Regions from separate parts of the Mus musculus genome. Here all the other regions are linked to region 2. The links are chromatin contacts, called in public Hi-C and HiChIP or PLAC-seq maps. All regions are on one chromosome and are shown on one strand. Each heading gives the region's core, a stretch centred on a gene start, on an enhancer-like site or on the middle of the called end of the contact. The rest is flanking DNA. Distances are from core to core; before and after follow the strand shown.

Evidence for each region. Hi-C and Micro-C count contacts between places; a contact is called where the count stands out from the background. HiChIP or PLAC-seq counts read pairs in DNA pulled down with a chosen protein or histone mark.
Region 1: an H3K4me3 HiChIP or PLAC-seq map of bone marrow-derived macrophages shows a contact between it and region 2, with 4 times the contacts expected there. The contact joins two enhancer-like sites. A contact is called at or near these places in 2 of 484 Hi-C or Micro-C datasets (bone marrow-derived macrophages and macrophages) and 7 of 115 datasets of contacts at active chromatin or transcription factors (bone marrow-derived macrophages, craniofacial prominence, embryonic basal ganglia and 4 more).
Region 3: a contact with region 2 is called in a Hi-C map of bone marrow-derived macrophages, with 22 read pairs. The contact joins two enhancer-like sites. A contact is called at or near these places in 3 of 484 Hi-C or Micro-C datasets (bone marrow-derived macrophages, double positive thymocytes and macrophages) and 8 of 115 datasets of contacts at active chromatin or transcription factors (DN3 thymocytes, T-cell acute lymphoblastic leukemia, bone marrow-derived macrophages and 5 more).

Annotation. Positions count from the first base shown.
Region 1 is chr2:18,605,508-18,610,301 of GRCm38.p6, forward strand. No RefSeq gene overlaps it. Among named protein-coding and RNA genes, the nearest start is that of n-TNgtt9, 21 kb to the left of the region's middle. Within about 2 kb of position 2,529, at least 210 of the 459 cell types and tissues checked have an H3K27ac peak or open chromatin away from gene starts, as enhancers often do. A contact at or near this core is called in bone marrow-derived macrophages and macrophages, where this site is marked.
Region 2 is chr2:19,298,693-19,302,832 of GRCm38.p6, forward strand. Armc3 (armadillo repeat containing 3) reads left to right here. Exons shown (of 20, transcript NM_001081083.2): 18 at 1,780-1,977. Among named protein-coding and RNA genes, the nearest start is that of 4930447M23Rik, 44 kb to the right of the region's middle. Within about 2 kb of position 1,894, at least 126 of the 459 cell types and tissues checked have an H3K27ac peak or open chromatin away from gene starts, as enhancers often do. A contact at or near this core is called in DN3 thymocytes, T-cell acute lymphoblastic leukemia, bone marrow-derived macrophages and 7 more, where this site is marked.
Region 3 is chr2:18,764,065-18,768,598 of GRCm38.p6, forward strand. No RefSeq gene overlaps it. Among named protein-coding and RNA genes, the nearest start is that of Gm3363, 5.5 kb to the left of the region's middle. Within about 2 kb of position 3,062, at least 399 of the 459 cell types and tissues checked have an H3K27ac peak or open chromatin away from gene starts, as enhancers often do. A contact at or near this core is called in DN3 thymocytes, T-cell acute lymphoblastic leukemia, bone marrow-derived macrophages and 7 more, where this site is marked.

The sequences.
Region 1 (4,794 bases), core at 1,279-3,778, 690 kb before region 2:
CTCTCTGTTGTCCCTCTTCCGTCTTTCCATTTCTCCAAGGGAAGTCCTTCCTGCTTAGCTGGCCTACACTTTTCCTGCATGTGTGTCTGTCCTTACCCACATCTTTCACTTAGGAAATCTTTATAAATTATTAATTTTTCTGCATCAGTTACTTATACACCCTATATATTAATCCCTTGTCAAGTACATGTCTTGAAAAGACCATCTCAGCTTATCTTTTAATTTGTATGCTGTCTCCTGTCATATTAAAAGTATTTTTAAAATTTAAATGTGATTCATTTTGTCATTTCCCCTATGGGTTGTGCATTTTAATGCTTTGTTTCAAACATATGTCCCAGGATTGAGTTGTAGCTCAGTGGTAGTGCATTTGCTCAGCATGCACAGGCCCCTGAGTTAGACCCCCAGTGTGACAAAAGGAAGGAAGGAAGGAAGGAAGGAAAGAAGGAAAGAAGGAAAGAAGGAAAGAAGGAAAGAAGGAAAGAAGGAAAGAAGGAAAGAAGGAAAGAAGGAAAGAATTCCCTAAGCCATGCTTATGAAGAAATTCTATGTTTATAATCAATATTCTAAAAAATTCTTATTTATATCCTTGTGTTTCTGTGTTGGTATCTGCACATGTGTGCAGAAGCCAGAGAGGGCATCAGATCCCCTGGGGTTGGGTCACAGGTGGATGGGGGTGCTGGGAAGGGTCCTTGGGAATAGCAACCAGCACTCCTAACTATCTCTCCAGCTGCATAATCAACATTTTAATAAAGTTTTCTTTTTCTCCAGTTGGTATTTAATGTATCTGAAATTTAACTTGTATGTAATGGAAGAAATAAAATTTTTAGTGAGTGTTTTTAAATGAGAATAAATGAGGAAGACTAAATATTGCTTGTAATCTGTAAATGCTGATTTAAACTACCCTTGTCTGCATACTACCTTGAATACATTTAATACTCAGAAAACATGTTCTGGCCACTTTTTTTTCAGCAATGTGGATTGCTTAGACTATGTACAAAGTTGGCCTTTTAAAGTCATATAAGTTGTGCTTAATTTTTACTGCTTTGAGCAGGAAACAATATCTTAATAGGATTAACTTTATTTAAGTACTGAATTATTCCAATTAAGTTGGAAAACAAAAATGACTTCTCCAATGATGCCCATTTTTAGAAAGCTCATCTGGGAACTCTCTGTACTCCTAGGCAAGTGCATTTACCATTTACCAGAAGAAATGCATACAAGACATTTTAATCTACTTTCAATGATTCTGGAAGTCAGGTTCTCAAATCAAAAGAATGTTTGCTGCCAGCTTTCACATCTATGATTTGAAGTTACCACTCTAAGTTTAGCAAGGCCTGGCTGTATTGCTAAGTCTCATGCCAAGACCTGTGAGCTTTCTCCCCTTTTGTAAATAGCCTGAAAAGAAGTACTTAAAACCTGATTTTAATTGAAGGCAATCAATATAAACCAAGGAAACTGTTTTGTTTTAAATGAGACACCCTGTAAGTTCTGCTCAGAACAATTCCCCTTGGTTTTTTTTTTTTTTCTTAAGAGTCTCAGAAATTTAATCTTTCAAATATTTCCAGGAATTCCAAAATCTATCACACAAAGGAGGAACACCTTCGTTTTGTTCTGGAGTGAGGGGGACAGAATAGAATGTTCTTGAAAATGTGAATCTAGAAGGTTAAAACATAGTTGGAAAGGTGAATTATTTTATTTTCAGTTTCTATATATAGACCAACTTCCCCCATTATGACTGAAAGAAATGTCTCAGACAGCAAATGATGTCATTGCCTCCGTTGACTTGAAATGCTTCTATCATCTGCTTGAAAAAAAACAAAGAATCCAACCCAGCTACCTCACAGAGAAACGCCTCCTCAATGAGACTTTTCAGGAAGACACTTGTCGCTAGTCCCGCAGCCAAGAGACTTCAAAATCACACTGCTTCTCAGAGAACTCCCCACGGACCACCATTTAGGAATAATTTTAATTCAAAATCAGCATTCTTGAGTTCAGATAAGTGGGGGGAGGGAGAAGGAGAGGGAGAGGGAGAGAGAAAAGGCGATAAGTATAAAAAGTGAATAATTTAAAAGAAACACCTAACCACCTTACTGCTTGGGAGTCCCCGTGTTTAACGGGAAAAAAAACACGAATTAATATCTCTGTCTTCTTTGCCGGTCTCTCTACAACTCATCTCTGGAAGTCTGTCCAGAAAGACGATTCTGATTCCTAGTCTATTGAAATACAGTGCAAAACTCCCAGTTGCAATAAAAGAAAAGAAAGCACGGGAGGAAGCCAACTAGCTAACCAAAACCAGAAAACAAGAAAGAGAAGGAAGGAGGGAGGGAAAGAGACAGAGAGACAGGGACGGGTCAGACAGAGACACAGACAAAGAGAGAGGAGACAGAGAGGGAGAGAGAGAGAGAGAGAGAGAGAGAGAGAGAGAGAGAGAGAGAGAGAGAGAGAGAGAGAGAGAGAGAGAGCGCTAATCTCCTTGCAGCAGGAGACAACAGCACCCCACCCCAAGAAGTCCCCCTCCGCTGCTGGGGAGCACTGGGCACACAGTGGCTTCTGAGGTCACCAGCTTGCCACCCTGGCCCTTGGCAGCCTAGGCTCGCACCTGGACGCCCTCTCTAGCCCACACTCAACAGGAGAGAGGGAGGAAGGGAGGGAGAGAGAAAGAGAGAGAGCGAGAGAGAGCAAACGACAGACAGAAAGACAGACAGACAGAAAAGAGAATGGCCCACCTGTGAGCCCAGCAGGCAAGAAACGCGCCGGCCACAGACTCAAAATGGAGAAAGAGGAACCGAGAGGGACAGGAAGGAGGGAGACACGGGAAGGGACAGTAGGATAAAAACTGTTCAGGGTCCGCGGGTTAGAGGATGCCAGATGGAGAACCCAGGAGTGGAAAGCCAGAGCACCAGGAAGAGCGAGGAGGCCGAGGCAGTGCTCCAGCCAGGCTGCTCCGGTGTCCAGGCTCCATTTCCAACAGCGCCATATTCGTGCAGCCCTTTGTCGTGGTTGATTTTTCTCCGGCGGCTGGGGACCTGTGCCAGTGGGTTTCTGCCGCTTGGGCAGAGGGCTTGGCGGCAGGACAGGATGCAGGGCTCAGTTGGGGGACCTTCGTGGCCATCTATATACCTTGAGGGGCTTCAGTGTGCAGGGCCCAGCTGGGAACCATCGTGCCTGCCTTACAGGGCTTCAGGGTACAGAGCACAGGGGGGAGCCTCAGGCCTGTCTTCCTGGTAGGGCTGTAGGGTGCAGGCTCCAGCTGGGAACCCCAGTGCCTGGTTTTGCCCTTGCAGGGCTGCAGGGGACAGGACCTAGCTGGAGGCCCTTCTTATACGTGCCTCGCAGGGCTGCAGGGTTAGCTGGGGGACCTTACTGCCCTTCAGGGCTGAGGGGTGAGGAACCCGGTTGCAAGTGGCCCTCGGGCGCTGCACCCCTCGGAGTTCATGTCCTTGACGTTGGAACGGTGAGTGGCAGACGCTAGTGCAGGAAGGAGGCGTTACTAGATTGATCAAAGAAAGAAAAAGAGGAAGGACGCCCTTAAAGAGAAGGGTGCTAGCTGAAAATAGCGGAGCACAGTGCCCCAAGATCCGAGCCTTTCTGGAAGGGATTTCGGGCCTCCCGCCCCCCTCCTCATCCCACCTGGGGGCGGGCGGTCAGCCACCTCCTCCTGCGCACAGCCACCAAGTCTCTACCCTGGTTGCTCTCCGCCTAGACCTCTTACAGGGTCGACTGTCGGGCTGACCGCCCGGACCTCCAGGTCCGCGGGTCGCTCCATCCCACCCCTACGTCCGAGGTATCAAAGCTCCCCCGGTAGATCTTGGGGTAACTGGAGGCACCCCCAGATAGAAGCCGCGTCCGCCACTCGTCCCGCCCTATGTCGCTCTGACATAGTGTCACCCTGAACCTCACGCACGTCTTTTTCACAATTCTCCCCTTTTCATGACGAGGGTTGTCCTTTCCTCCAAATCCCATCCTCGCCGGAGCTAAGGAAGGCCCTGGGTGCCTGGTGTCCCCTCCCTTTCCCAAGGACTCGGGGAGCTAGCGGGCCCCGACACTCCAAGCCGGAGTACCCTGAGGCCAGAGCCCCGCACTTGCCCGGAGCTATGTTGTGGACCAGGCCGGAGCCTCTGGCTTCGTCCCCTCCAGGTGAGAAGGACTCAGGCTGGAAGGAAGGAGGCGACCGCTCCCTCAGGACCAAAGCAAAAAACAGCTAGCCACTCGCGATCGCCGCCGGCGTGACCGATACCCACATCGCCCGGCGGCGGTTCCGTGGGCTCTGTTCTGACTTTATGCCTGGAAGAAGTTTTCTTCCAGGCATAAAGTTGGTTGGTTGTCCTCCTTTCCAACAGAGAGCACTGCCTGTCGTCTCCCTTCCCGAGGCCACTGGTACCTGTCATTACCCCCACCCCCCACCCCCAGGTGCTTGTCTTCCATCCCGCGGTAATTTGAAACCGGAAGACAAACGCACCCTAAAATTGGCACCTCCAAGTCCGGGCTGCGCACACTAGCTCCCTCAAACCGGTATCATAGCGGTTACTTTTATCTCTGCACTCTTAACCGGATTTTGACTTTTGAAACTTTTCTGTTACATTGAATAGTTCTTCTTTCACAGATCTATGTTCCTACTTTCATAGAGTTTAGGTTTTCAGAAAAAGATTTCTTTCCCAGGCAGAAAATACAGATTTATTTATTTCTTCCTTCCCTTTCCTTCCCTTTCCTTCCCTTCCCTTCCCTTCCCTTCCCTTCCCTTCCCTTCCCTTCCCTTCCCTTCCCTTTTCTTTCTTTCTTTCTTTCTTTCTTTCT
Region 2 (4,140 bases), core at 644-3,143:
TCTTGCATCCTTTAAGTTTTTTTTTTTTTAATTCCTTGCAAAGGGGCTGTAGTGACAATCTAGAGAGAACTTCCCCTCCCTCTCAGAGGATATGTTAGTTGGTTTTCTGCCAGCTTGAGTCTTCAGGGAAGGCAGAACCTTAACTGAGAAAATGATCTCAAGCAGATGAGCCTGTAAGCAAGTCTGAAGAATATGTTTTTTTATTAGTGATTGATGTTGAAGGACTCTGCCCACAGTAAGTAGTACCATCCCTGGAGTCCTGGGGTGTATGAGAGAGCCATGAGGAGTAAGCCAGTAGGCCTCATACCTACATGGCTTACATTTCAGTTCCTGCCTGAAGTTCCAGCCCTGACTTCTTCCCTCTGTGATGTAGTGTCACCTGAGAGATGTAAGCTGAAACCCTTTCCTCCCCAGCCAAAGTTCTGTTGGGTCAGCACTACCTAAGGCAGTCACTTGCTCTTCTGTCAGTCCTTCCATCCTTTCAGCTAGTGCCATCCCCTGAAAAAAGGCTGGTAAAGTAATCCCAAGGAGTACCAGGGACAGAGAAGACATTATCTATTAGCAGGAGATACTGAAAGTAATTATAACATACGGGGCTGGAGGTGGGTCAAAGGTTTAGGACAAGCTATTTGCAGGAAGGGTACCCAACAGAAAATGGATTCAAGGAATTCAGCAGCTAGTGCCTAGTGTTAGCCAATGGAAGTGTATGAAGAGCAAGCTTTTCCACCTCCCATGCTAGGGATAATTGGTGTAAACGTGAATAACTACTCACGCAGATGTAAGCAGAGTGCCCAGAGCAATTGAAGTCTTTAATTAGCCGGGCAGTGGTGGTGCACACCTTTAATCCCAGCATTTAGGAGGCAGAGGCAGGGGCAGGGGCAGGCAGATTTCTGAGTTCATGGCTTGCTTGGAGTGAATAGTGAGTTCCAGGATGGCCTGGGCTACACAGAGGAAAATTTAAAAAAAAATAAAAGAAAAAAGAAAAAAGAAAAAGAAAACGATACAAGCAACAAAGTTTTAAATTAACATGCCACAAAATGTCTTTCTGTTTAAAATGCTACAGAATTTTAAAGAGGGAATTTGTGCAGCCATTGACACCACAGTCAGAATAGAAAAAAGCTCAGCCAACCCAGAGTCCTGCCCTGATACTGCAACTCATTCTTTTCTCTGGAAAAAAGAACGAGACCTGGTGGTGGTTTTTCTGTTATTTTTGCCTTTCCAAGGTCTTACTATGTAGCCCTAGTTAGCCTCGAACTCACTTGTAGACCAGGCTGACCTTGAATCCACAGTAATCTGCCTATCTTTGCCTCCTGAGTGCTGGCATTAAAAGCATGGACTACCAGGTCCAGCCAAGAATGACTTTGATGGGATCATTCGTGTGTTACATCTGATACTGATGTTTTCCAGCCAGCATAATGCCTTTGAGATGCTTCCAAATTGTTCTGTGCATTGGTAGCCTATCCCTTTTTACTCTTAACCAGTATTTTATTGTATGGTCTTAACACTATATACCCATCTCTTATCAAAGGACATTTGAATTGTCTCTATATTTTTAATTTAAATTAACTTTTAATATAGATGCAAAATAATGAGCTTTGTCATAGCATTTGCATATATACATACATACATACATACACACATTGTATTTTGTTTTAACTAATTTCCCTCCCCGATTACCCTTTCCTTATTTCCCTGAGGCTTCTCAGATTGACTCAGAGCATAGTTAGTATTTGGACATTTCGACAGGATATGGGGTTTTATTATTGCTTACTTTCAAAGGAAAGGGAAAGGGAAAAAAGAAGAAGAGAAAGTGAAAGAGGAAGAAGAGATCCTGGCACTGCCCAAGTTCACGGAAGGCAGCCCTGAGAAAGAGTGGAACCCTCCTCCTGACCCTGAGTTCTGTGTGTATGTGCTGGAGGTGACCAAGTCGATACTGCCCATTGTCAACCTTAAGGAGCAGATTGAGGTCCTTGCCAAGTGAGTCTCTCCCCTCTCCCTCTCCTTCTCTCTCTGTATATCTATTTTAATTTCAGATTTTTAAAAAAAAAAACTTACAGTGGTTTGCTTTTCTTTAAAGTTACTTTAAAATAAAACCAACAAAAGAAGCTGCAATGGTTTACAGCGCCCGTGCTCTGCCTTCCCGCAGAAGCACAATGACTCACACACGGGTGCTCTTCTTTTTTGTGTGAGTCAGAGTTGAAATCGCTTAGAGACAAACACCTGGTTTTTGCTTTTGCTTTTTTTTTTTTTTTTTTTTTTTTTTTAGCTAAGCTGTTAAGACACATCTTTGGTATGATCTTAGAGAGGTAGTGAGTGAATGAATCTATGTTTAAAAACCAAATTGTTCCTTAAGTGTATGAGGTACTCAGCATTTAAAGGCATCCTATTGTGAGTTCTCTCTAACCCCCCTGCTGTTTGTTTGTGTTTTGTTTTGTTTTAATACACATTTCCTTTTCTAATGGGTGTCCGCTGGTTCATTTGCTATTTCTCGGGAGTGGGCTGTGGGCACTCTGAGAGCTTGCTGCTGGACAGAACAAGCCCTGTGTAAGCCTCAGAAGTTGCTCTTCTTCACTGGGCTCCTTCCATAAACAGAGGCTGAGGCCCTGAGCAGGTCTCTAAGGGAGCAGGACTGAAAATGGGGACGGGCTCCATGATTGGCACAACCCAGCAGGTGAACTGCTGGCTTTAGCACCAGCCACAGTGGGGGCTCAGTCAACTGCAGGTGGGAGTCGAGTAGCTGTCCTCAAACCCGGAAGTGACAACTGTAAGCCTCTCAGCTGACAGATCCCCGACTTCTGTCAGACAGGACTGGGGGAGATTCAGTGCGGTTGGCTCTAGAAGGATTTCCTGTGTCCTTGAGGCTTGATGGCTCTGACTGGAGAGTCTTGTAAACACTTGTGCAGTACTTCTCAACACTGTGTTCTAGCGGAGGCTCCACACATCACTTCTGAATCAGCTTACATTTAAACAATAATAAGGAGCAAGACAATGGCAGAGGTCTGTCCAGCTGCGGGATGGGCTGTCACTACAGGTGGGGTGACTGCTCGCCTCCACCTCCCTTCCTCATCGTCCTTTGTTTTGGTTTAGTTGCACTGTTTTGTTTTCTTCTTGTGTGTTTTTAAATTTTTATTTATTCACTTTACAACCCAATAACAGCCCTTCCTCTCCTCCCAGTACTCTCTCACACAATCCTACCCCATTCCACTTCACTTTTGAGAAGTGGGAGCCCCCTCTGGGTGTCACATCCCACCCCCCACATCAAGTTGGGCGGGAGTAGGACTAGGTGCATCCTCTCCCACTGAGGCCAGGCAAGAAGGTGCTTTTAGGGGCCAGGTATCCACAGGCAGGCGGGTAGGCCAGCAACAGGTTCAGGGACAGCCCCTGCTCTAGTTAGGGGACTCGAATGAAGACCAAGCTGCTCATCTGCTACACAAGTGCAGGGAACCTAGGTCCAGCCCAGACTCGCCCTTTGGTTGGTGATAAAGTCTCTGGGAGTCCCCAAAGGTCCAGGTTAGTTGACTCTGTTGGTCTTTCTATGGAGTCCCTGTCTTCTTGGGTCCCTTAATTCTTCTCCCAGCTCTTAGTAAGATCTTCCAAGCTCCGTCTAAGGTTCGGGTGTCTCTGCATCTCTTTCCATTGACTGCTGGGTGGAGCCTCTCAGAGGACAGATATGCTAGGTTCCTGTTGGCCAGCATAACAGAATATCCTTAGTAGTGTCAAGGATTGATTCCTGCCCATGGAATGGGTTTCAATTTGGGGCAGTCATTGGTTGACCATTCCCTCAGTCTCTGCTCTATCTTTGTCCCTGCACATCTTGTAGGCAGGACACATTTTGAGTCAAAGGTTTTGTGGGTGAGTAGCTGTCCTAATCTCTCCACTGAGAGTCCTGCCTGGCTACAGGAAGTGATCACTTCAGGATCCATATCCCCCACTGATAGGAATCTCAGCTAAAGTCACTTCCATAGACCCTGTGGGGCCTCTTCCTATCCTAGGTCTCTCTGGCAGGTGAGAGAGATTGCCCGTCCCTCCCACTCCCACCATCTTCCTTCTCTCTCCCTGTTCTCCCTACATCTGAGCACCCCCCCCCAAAACCCCCCATTTAGGGTTTTTAAGGCATTATTCTTCACAGTATAGCCAAAG
Region 3 (4,534 bases), core at 1,812-4,311, 530 kb before region 2:
TCTAATTCATCCATTTCTCATGCAATCATTCTTCAGTCCTTTCTTGACGACAATGACGACGATGATGGTGGTGATGATGATGATGATGGTGGTGGTTTGGTTGTTGTGTTTTATGTGCTGCTCAGTTCACTCAATTTCCTTCCTTCTCATTGAAATCTCACCTGTTAAACAATGCCGGTAAGCTAGCTGTGGTTGCAAGTGACCTTCAGATATTTCTAACAGTTTGATCTGCTCGGGGGGGGGGGGTGGAGATTTGTTAACACTGAACATGTCATTTAAAATAATGTGACTCAGACACTAGTGGCATAAGAATTCTAAAAGTGTTTGAGTAATGGGACACAATTGCGGCCAGCTTTTGACCTACTACTGAGGCCAGTGCCTATTTTGTAAGTATAAAACTGCATGGTTGCTGAACACTGTCTATACTCATAAATTTGGGAAGAACTAGCAGCCATAAATTAAGGAGATACTCTTCTGTTCCTTTATTAAGATAACGTTTGATATTGCATAGATATGAATAACCTAAGATATCCCTAAATGTCTTTTTCTTTCTTTGAAAATGTACACATTATCTGTACAGCCTCGCTTCATTTTTTGTCATAATTAAATTCAGATGGGATGGCTTTCAAGTGCAAATATTAAAAATTGTAAACACAATAAGAGAAAAAGTTTTCATTGCAAACACCAATTCACTAGCTACAGATGTAGATGAAAGCAGATTATGTATTTTAAGTGGCTTTCAAGGCTAGAATTTTAAGCAGTAAACTGCAATAGAAAAGCAAGTTTGCAGGTATGTGATCTTTACCAAGGCCTGCAGCAGAAATCATTACATTCATGTGTTTGCAGATTATGTAACAGGTTTTAAGTGGCCAAGAGAGGGAGGATTTTGTGGTTAGAAAAGTGGAAATGTTCTATTTAACATCTGACCCTACTGAGTCCCATCTCGAATTACTGTTGATCAAATTACAGATGATTGGCAAGCCAGGTGGGAGGCAGAATGTGTCTGATGAATCTTCAATAAACATGTTGCCACAAACCTGTGCAATTATTATTAAAATCATGAACCTAATGCTCTTATATTTAAAATAGTGTCAAGAAAAATTGTTTTGCAAAGCACTGTGAGCTAGAGGTTGCGGTAAAAGGCTCATAATTTATCTTCTCCTAGTGATTTTAGAACAAGCAAAACAGCTTTGTGAAGATGCACTAAAACATATAATTAGAGATCCAGATTAACAGTTTTATAAGCATAATTGAAAGTATTTTTGTTTTACACAAACATGCATCTCAACTTTTCATACTTCCAAATGTTGAAAGCATGTAAGAGCCTATGATCTAGGAATTAGCTTGTATGAGGAAACACCAATTGAAACCAAATAAATAGAAGCCCAAACTTTTATCTCTCTCCCAAGCCCAAATATTTGGCAATGATTCTCAACCGATTGCCTTCTAAACTAGCACTTTAATGAGACAGTAATCCAGAGCCAAAACAGAGAGAGAAAAAAAAAAGTTTGTCATGGTTGTGAAATCTTTAGGAAAGTATACGTAACACCCAAACACTGCCAAAGAAAAGCTAACCTTGAGGGCAATTTTAAGTGTTAAGATTTGATGAGAAGATGGAATCCCAGGGCATCAAGAGCAAGGAGAAACAGAAAGGAAAACAGATACAAAGTAGCACGTTAGTGAACACTTGTGAGAAAGTACTGCTGACTGTTCCTAAACAGAAAGGAAAACAAATACAAAGTAGCACGTTAGTGAACACTTATGAGAAAGTACAGCTGACTGTTCCTAAACAGAAAGGAAAACAGATACAAAGTAGCACGTTAGTGAACACGTATGAGAAAGTGTAGCTGACTGTTCGTTCTGCAGCTTTCAGGCAAAGCTCAAGCCTTGGGAGTGTCCGTGGTAGAGACTGATATGCCGGGTAGTGTTTGTTTTCTGCCTCTGTGAAGGTTTGTCTCATACTGTTCTAACTCACCTTGCGCTGGGACCTTGGGCAGATAGAGGCAGAACATTCCACCATCAGGGCCCCTATAAGGAAGCAGGGTTGAATCTTTACCCTCATTTGTTGGGGGTTATCTGTCAGGGAGGGAACAGGAGTGGAACCCTCCGCAGAAAGGCCAGCCCTGGACACCACGAAGCAGAGGTGGTGGTGAGGTTGGTGGGGCTAAGTAAATCTGGAGAAGTACATCAATTGCTCTGGGTGTTCTTTAGGCAACAACATTGCCATATTGTTCTTTAGGATATTTTCTTTCTATTGTTGGAGTGAATCTACTCTTAGAGGACTTAGTTCTGAGAAGGATGCTTTTAAGGCTCATGTAAATTTCCTAAGCAGTAAATATTTTTTTCCTATCAGCTTGTCTCTCAGTCACCTACCCCCTAGCAGCAGCTTCTCCCCCAAAACAGACACCCTACTTCGGCCAACTTTTGAGGACATTATTTTACTTACAGTTTGAGCAGAATAAACTTTATATACCTTTAGATTACACTTCTGTGAATTGTGGCAACTGTGATGTAATCACCACTGCTTTTGAGCTATAAAGTTATTGTCCAGCCTGCAGTGTACTACTTTCGTTTTCTGGCCAGGCAAAGGCTTTGTTTACAGCTTTTAAACATGGACTCTAGTTGGTCGTGATCTTTTCTGCGATTTTCCTCATGTTATGTTTTCAGATCCTTGTGAGTTGTTACCTGTATTAACACTGAGTTAATGCTAGGTTCCTTCTTGAGGGTGTGATGTGCTTTTAGACAGTGTTACCTGCATTATCCTCATTACTCCTCACCATCCTGACCAGAACAGCACTCCACTGACCAGAACAGACACTGGTAAAACCTGCTCCCTGGAAGTGGGCGCAATCACCCTCGGATGCAATCCAGGCCCAGAACGTCCCCGAAGCTGGAGCTGGGCGGCCGCTGGGCCACTGGAGTGCGCAGATGACGGATCCTCAGGCTCACAGAAGGTAGAATCCTGGCCAGAAAATAACCCGAACTCGGTCTAAGGCAGCGGTTCCGGGAGCAGCATGCTTATAAGAGCAAGGACAAACCGCACTACACCCGGCGTTTCCCTCCGCGCGCGGACGGCTCTACTTCCCGGCTGGGCGCTTGGCTCGGGGATCGTGGGGCTCGTAAGCTCTCCGTGGGCGCCTTTCCCGATGTCGTCGCTGGGCTTCCCGGGAGCAGGGGTGGCCGCGCTGCCGCCGCGCGCTGCACAGAGCTGACCTTGTTCTGCGCGGTGTCTGCTTGAATGGCGTCGGGAGTTGGGGTCGGGACGCGTGGGCCCAAGGCGCCCCGGCCTGCCATCCCCTCGGGCCCCGCAGCGGACTTTCGTTTTGTGCTGAGCGCCAGGGCATTGTTCCCCTACTCATGGACTCACCGGGTGGCTTTGTCTGTCGGCCTTCCTGGGGCGGAAGGAGGGCAAAGGCTGGGGCGTGGATTTGGATTGTGCACCACCTTCTCCTTTAGCTTTGAGCCACTGGCCGTTGTCCCCTTTAGGGTTTTGATCTTTGGGTTTTATTGTTTTCTTGTGCTCAAAATTGCGTACAGAAGCTAGTTTTCTGGCTCTTTGCACCATCATCTTGTGTTAGGAGAAAGGAAAGAAAGGAAGGAAGGAGGGAAGGAAGGAAGGGAAGGAAAGGAGGGAGGGAGGGAAGGAAGAAAGAAAGAAAAGAAAAGAAAAGAAAAGAAAAGAAAAGAAAAGGAGGAAAAGAAAGGAAAGGAAAGGAAAGGAAAAAGAAGAGAGGAGAGGAGGGGAGAGGAGGAGAGGGGAGGGGAGGGGAGAGGAGGGGAGGGGAGGGGAGGGGAGGGGAGAGGAGGAGAGGGGATGGGGAGAAGGAGAGGAGAGGAGGAGAGGGGAGGGGGAGAGGAGAGGAGAGGAGGAGAAGAGGAGAGGAGAGGAGAGGAGAGGAGAGGAGAGGAGAGGAGAGGAGAGGAGAGGAGAGGAGAGGAGAGGAGAGGAGAGGAGAAGAGAAGAGAAGAGAAGAGAAGAGAAGAGAAGAGAAGAGAAGAGAAGAGAAGAGAAGAGAAGAGAAGAGAAGAGAAGAGAAGAGAAGAGAAAAAAGAATATGAGGCCTCCTCGGGATGGTGTGCAACCCTTGGCAGAAGCAATGTGACCTCGGGGCCTAGGGGAGGGAATTGACCTGTGTTAGAATTAGGGTTAGGGGTCCTATGATTTAAGACTATCCAAAGCAAACGTGGGAAGAAACTGAAGTCTAAGAAGTCATCATCTATTTGTTCATACAACCTGTCAGGAATGAGAAAACAAATAAGTAATAGCAAATAAATAATACCAGCAAGGCGGAATGTGAGCTCAAGGCTGGCTTTAGAACTACTTTTCGCCAATTACCTCCCACAGTCATGACATTTTAAACCTTTTGCATACAGTTTATGTATTTGCTTATTGGTTTCTCTCCTTCCTGTAAACCTACTAAAAAAAAAAAAAACAAAACAACAACAACAACAACAAAAAAACACAGGAGTTCACTTTTTTTCCCTGGAGCCTAGTATGTTATTTGGCAATATATACAGCATTGCAGATATTTAC